Regions from separate parts of the Triticum aestivum genome. Here region 1 is linked to region 2. The links are chromatin contacts, called in public Hi-C maps. All regions are on one chromosome and are shown on one strand. Each heading gives the region's core, a stretch centred on a gene start, on an enhancer-like site or on the middle of the called end of the contact. The rest is flanking DNA. Distances are from core to core; before and after follow the strand shown. Region 1 holds the start of LOC123045107 (DDB1- and CUL4-associated factor 4). Region 2 has its middle 89 kb from the start of LOC123045105.

What was found. A called contact is a pair of places that touch in the nucleus more often than the background predicts.
Region 1: a contact with region 2 is called in a Hi-C map of leaf, with 5 times the contacts expected there. The contact joins the promoter of LOC123045107 here to the enhancer-like site in region 2. A contact is called at or near these places in 2 of 5 Hi-C or Micro-C datasets (both in leaf).

The regions. Positions count from the first base shown.
Region 1 is chr2B:395,696,185-395,699,366 of IWGSC CS RefSeq v2.1, forward strand. LOC123045107 (DDB1- and CUL4-associated factor 4) reads left to right here and starts at 1,352. Exons shown (of 14, transcript XM_044468053.1): 1 at 1,352-1,481; 2 at 1,588-1,850; 3 at 1,934-2,064; 4 at 2,429-2,662; 5 at 2,829-2,974. The coding sequence starts at 1,469.
Region 2 is chr2B:395,129,463-395,132,543 of IWGSC CS RefSeq v2.1, forward strand. No RefSeq gene overlaps it. Among protein-coding and RNA genes, the nearest start is that of LOC123045105, 89 kb to the right of the region's middle. Within about 2 kb of position 1,514, at least 1 of the 8 cell types and tissues checked has an H3K27ac peak or open chromatin away from gene starts, as enhancers often do. A contact at or near this core is called in leaf, where this site is marked.

The sequences.
Region 1 (3,182 bases), core at 102-2,601, 570 kb after region 2:
ATGGGAGGGTTTTGTTGACATATCACGAGCTTCTCATATATTGTCTCGGGCCGCTTGTTAGCACCATCAACATCCTCACCAGCTTTAGAGTTCGCACAATCACGGTCATCGGTAATACCCGATGGCGTGGTTGATGGCTCCCTTGCTCTTACCCAAGCTCTTATTCTTGAGTCATGGATATGCGAAAATTTTGTGGACAAGTTGGCGCTCGCTAGCTCCTCATCCTCCTGCTACCATACCTTGGCCTTGCTGCGTGCCAACGGTTCCCATATGATGTGGGTACTTGTTCAATTTGGCAATTTCTCTGTGTTTCTAACCTTTTCTTTAAATTTCGGCGTGGTCTTTGCCGCACAAATTCATCCCACACACATGGCTGAATTTGAAAATAATATTGAAAGGGAGTTGCATTCTGGTAAACGAACTTCGTCGTCAAGGTGGACTTCCATCCAGGGAAATATTCCTAGTGGTAAGAAGAGTTGCCCTCCGAACAACCTTTATGTGTTCTGGATCTACAAGGAGGTACGTCATGATCTCGTTGACGATCGGTTGGCAATGATTATCCGATACCGATTTTCATTTCTCAACGTGCATTGTACTCGATCACGAACCATAATCCCAACACCCTTTTTGAACTTATTTATAGCAATATCCGATGACAATGGAGTGCTCGTTGTCGAATTGACGTCGGTAATCCCGAATCTGAATTCCGGCCTTTGGGCAACACCCCTACACCTGATCACTCTTTTTTTCTCTCATTTGTCCGCATGAAATTGGATATCAAAAGAAAAAAGTACAAACCCCTCGCTGTCTGAACTTGCTGGGGTGGAGAGTCATGATGGTGATAGTGGAGGTGGTAGCGTAGATGTTATCGGCCTTGACTGTGGCGGTGGACGAGGGCAGAAGGAGTCAGTAGCGATGAAGCTGACATAGATGAAAAAGGAGCCAACATCTTTCTTTTCCTTTTCTGCCTTTCTTCGGCGAATTTTTAATTTTCTTTTGGATTTTCTCACCTTATGTTTTTCTTTTATTTTTTTACTTTCTGTTTTTAATTTACAAACATTTTATAAATGCATATTTTTTAAGTTCACGATTTTTTTGATTTATGATCTTTTTTAATTTAGGAATATTTTCAAATTAATTAACATGTTTAAATTCACGAAAATTTGGCCTGGTTCGCAAACGCACCACAAGGGACGCGCCACAAAGAAGAAACATCAGATAGATAATAGCACCATCTATCAACGTGGGTTGCTCAAAAAAAATTCCATCAATGTGGGTGGGCCGCAACAATTGGCCCGCTTCACAATTGGCGCGCGTTGTCGGTCCGGTCTGGGTCCAGTCCAGACAAGAACCAGGTGTCCACCCTTCCCGTCGACAACAACGCGCCGCACACCGCCATCCCTGTTCCGCGCCACCGCCGTCCATCCCCTGCCGCCTCTCAGCTGACTCCAAACACCACGCCGGCGACATGCCGCCCAAAGGTTGGTACTTTTCTTTTTCTCTACTAGGCACTCCTCCCCCCTACTTCCGCACGAACGGCCAACTTGTCGCGCTGCGCCTGACCTCGACGCGATTGATTGGCTGCAGAGCTGCCCGGGTTGTACTACGACCCGGAGAAGAACCGCTACTTCCCCACCAAGGGCCGCATCCCCGGCGCCGCCACCCGCCCTCCTCGCCCTCCGCCGCCGCCCGCTGAGCCCTCGCCTCCTCCCACAGCACGCAGGAAAAGGGCGAGGCAGTCCGAGCTGCTGCATGCCAGGGAGATGTACGGCGGTGGTGTGATATTCTCCAAGAACAACAAGTCCACCTTCAAGCAGCAGTGCCAGTACACACAGGCGTCGCAGCCGATGGTGCTGATCCGAGCTTCTCTTTTGCTGCAGCTTTCCCTTTCGTTTCGTGCAATATATGCTGATACCATAGCGCTGCTTGGTAGGTTTGGAAGTACCAAGGCACAACCTTAGTGGCTGATAAGGCACTGGAGGAACTGCACGCCATGGTTCAGACTCCCAGTGGGCTGCGTGAGTCCAAGCTATTAGCGACCGGCAGCACGAATGGTTCAATCAGGTGAGGTTTGCCAAAGCACTCATTTTCTGTCCGTGTAGTGAAAAAGCTTTAGAACTTGACAATTGATTGTTGGGAGTATAGATGTACCATCAGTTGAGGTTCCTGAATTCTTGATACCATACCGCCGATGCGTTCTCTGCTCAAACATATTCCAACGGCTAACAAGCTATGCAATAATGGATTTTGAATTGAAAACGAAATTACTAAAACACAAATACAGCAATTTCTCTTTTCTTGAAGACAGAACTTGCATGGCTTTATAAGTTTAAAACTTGTTGGATTCTTTGATATTCAGTTGTTCTCTTTGAGTATAAGCATGACCATACTGGTGTTTCATGGTGCATGACATATTTTTATCTGGCAGATTATTTGGGTTGGGAACTGCTCTAGAGAATTTTGAGGATGAGATGGAGTTTTTACCTCAGCCTGTTTGGACTCCCTTGGGAAAGCAGAAAGCAGCAGTGAATTCTCCACTTGCAAATATCTGGTCATCTGAAACAGCTTTCTCAAACTTCTCATCCAGTATATCTTGCATAAAAAAGTTCGGGCACAACTTTCATGATGCAGCCAGCACCAACTCATCAGTTCAGCGAGCATTGTATCCTCAAATTGTTGCTTCTATTATGCATATTACTGTTGTCATAATTACATGTGTTTCGACTTGTGCATTTTATGTTCTGTACTATTGCCTGGTAATTGAACATGAGCTTGGGTTACTTGACATCGTAAAACATGGTGGCTACTCTTGGATCTGGAGGATCCAGTGGTTCTGTTTATATTATGGATATGTCAACTATTGACTCTGCAACGGTTTCACGGAATGCTCATGGAAGAATTGAGAGAGTTGCTTCATTTGATCGTACAGTATGGACTGCTGATTGTAATTCTGATGGCACACAAGTAGTTCTAGGTGAGTTGGCTGACTGGACTTCAGTTTAGGCCATGCCCAAAGTTCCCCTGTTACACAGAGTAACGAATTTGTTTTTTTATAATCCTTTCAGCAGTACTTTATGCTATTTAATACTCCCTCCGATCCAAAAAAAAAGTGTCGCAGCTGTGAACTAAGGTTAGTTCAACCTTAGTTCAAAGCTGCGACACTTATTATGGATCGGAGGGAG
Region 2 (3,081 bases), core at 264-2,763:
GGAGATTGCATCGTCTACAATGAATAATTTTCGGCTCTCCGTTCGACGAGCGATGTCAATGATGGTTTGGAAGATTTACTTTATCTAGGTATGTCCTCCATATCTTGCTTCGTCAGATCGATTTTGGATTTTTTTTTCTTTTGGTTGCCGCGAGGAAGATTGTGCTCCCAATATCTGTCCGAGCGGCTACATCCTCGACAATGGTGATTCACACTTTTGGCTCCCAGATTCGTCAACCTAGTTGTTTGGTTTTTGTCCCTAGAATACCGGTTGGTATTCTTGCTGGTGTTGGTTGCTTACTTTAATGGTTGCGTGTGTGCATCGTAGCCTTGGCATTGCGGCTTAAATTAAAACTACGGGAGAACCATCATTAATATTTACAGATCTTTGTTTTGATACCTTTGTTATTTTCTAGGATTGACTTCAGATAAGTACAAGATTTGTTTCATGGATGAAGAAAAAGTTTGAAAATCTCAAAGATTTGCTAGTTTCTTTTACACTTTATTTTGTAATCGCTGTAGTCACCTCATATATCTCTACCATGTACAATTCACTACTATAAGTATATCATAATATTGATTAACAATAAATAAATAAATAAGGAATGTCTAGTAATTAAATGTGTCGGTAATTTGTCATGAACTTTCTCCATTAAATCTCCATGGTGCCTGTCAAATTCCTAAACATGAAGCCGGTCAGTAAAAGTCGAAATGTTAGCGGTGATTTGCCTGCCATATCGAACGATCCTTGCCCTGAAATTTTGGGCAGAGATCAACCAAGGAGCTGCAACTGTCAGTCAGGCTCGTACGTGGTGCGTACTCCATGCACGCTCGCACGCGCGCCGTATGTCTATTGTCTAATCTACTACTGCTACTACGCGGCTGCTTTGTACGTACGTACGTACGCGCGATGTGCTAATTGGCTGCAGTGGCTAGCAAGGATATGTACTTGCATGCACTGACACCCATGATTAATCGCCGTATGTGATATGATTATATAATTCTATACATCAGATCCTATCTGTTTGCTGCTACATCGTGTACGTACGCGCCGTAATGAGCTATAGGTAGTACCTTGATCGCATCTACGGTACGTACGGACCGACCAGGCCACCGCGTAAGAAATGCCAGGCCCGTACAATTAAGCATGTGCATGTAATGTCACAGGCTGTATACAGTAAGTGTAGTTCACAACAGTCACAATCAACGTTGTGTGTCCACAAATATTTTTGTATTTTATATTTAAAAAAACTGCACACATACGCTGCAGCGCTTCTGTATATGTATTTGTGTATAAATGTCTCAAGCGGGGTGTGTATATATTTTAAAAGAAATGTTATATCATTGTGTATTGCATATGCGTGTGGGATGTGAAGTATACTCATACGTATATTTAAGTTACATGCTAGGAGGTAATGGAAAATGCTGATTGCATCGGTGGGGTTCCGTAAGAGCGGCGTAACGTCAGACTATCTGTTCCTTACAGTCGCCACAGGATGGATCAACCGAGATGTCAACCTCAGTATATCTTCCGGATCCCACGGGTTGCCATCCATCAATCGGTGCCATATGATATGACGTGCATGATTTGATGTTATAAATCTTTGCTCCCTGACTCTCACTGGCCGGCAACTTCAAGAGTTACGGGAGCAACTAATTAACGAGCGCTCCTTCAACAGCGTCGCTACGATCAGTGTCATTTGGCACACTCATAATCAATTTATCACGTGTCGCGCTCTGAACGCTTTCTCTGAATTTTATTTTTTTACGCCCGCGTTTTTGGCTTTTTAAACGGGGGTTTTCCTGTTTTTTTTACGTTTTGGTTTTCTACCAGTCTTTCCTAACTTTTTGACAAATTTTTCTTTTTGAAAAAAATAATTTTTTTGCGGAAAAAACGTATTTTTTTCGCGAGAGTCACGGTTTTGTTTTCGCGAGAGGCGCGGTTGTGCTTTTGCGAGAGGCACGGCCGTGCCTCTTGGAAACGAAGAAAAAACGTGCTTTTTGTTTTTTTTTTCTTTCGCGGGAGGCACGGTTTTGCTTCCGTGAGAGGCACGGTTGTGCTTTCGCGAGAGGCACGGGCGTGCCTCTTTCGGAAAGGAAAAAAACGCGTTTTTTGTTTTTTCTTTCTTTCGTGAGAGGCAAGGTTTTGCTTCCGCGAGAGGCACGGTTGTGCTTTTGCGAGAGGCACGGGCGTGCCTCTTAAAAAAACGTGTTTTCTATTTTTTTTTTCTTTCGCGAGAGGCACGGTTTTGCTTCCGGAAGAGGCACGGTTGTGCTTTCGCGAGAGGCACGGGCATGCCTCTTTCGAAAAGGAAAAAAACAAGTTTTCTGTTTTTTTTCTTCCGCGAGAGATACAGTTTTGCTTCCGCGAGAGGCACGGTTGTGATTTCGTCAGAGGCACGGGCGTGCCTCTTTCGGAAAGGGAAAAAAATCCGTGTTCCCGGTTAGGTTTTTTGTCTGTTTTTTTTTGAAAAAAAAGTTCGTCGAAACCTATCAACATGGGATCTAGTTTTGAAGATCTCGACGCGAGGAATCCAATGGCGAAAGCGGTTCGAGATTTGGATGCACGGTTTAAGAGATAAAACGTTTTGAATAAACGAATCTACGAAAAAAAGGAAAACTTCCAGGTTGCAACAAGTGGCGCACATGTAGCACGCCACTTGTCGCAACCTGGGGGAGTTGGAGTGATCTCCGCAAGAAGTACTCCTTAATTAGTGATTTCGAAGAGTTGCAGCCAGATTGAACCAATTTTTTGTTTGGGTTGGAACATACATAAAAATGGGCCCAACAGGATTTAAACAGATGTGCGCGTCTATTTTTTACGCGTCGGGTGACCTTTGCAGGTCAAAATTTGAGCTTCATTTGCGTCGATGCGGACACGAGATGGACTCGCGCAAGCCCGGCTACTACATCCCTGGCCCGCCAGTTGATGGCACATAGGCAATTCTCTTCCTCCCATCGGCAGCCAGCACACCTTGTGCCGCCCCACCCCGTCGCTGCTGCCGCCCAGTTCCGGTGCCCAAGCTAGCCGCCCATGCCCATGTACTTCCCCCGCAGCACGCCACCTCCGCAACTTCCTCGA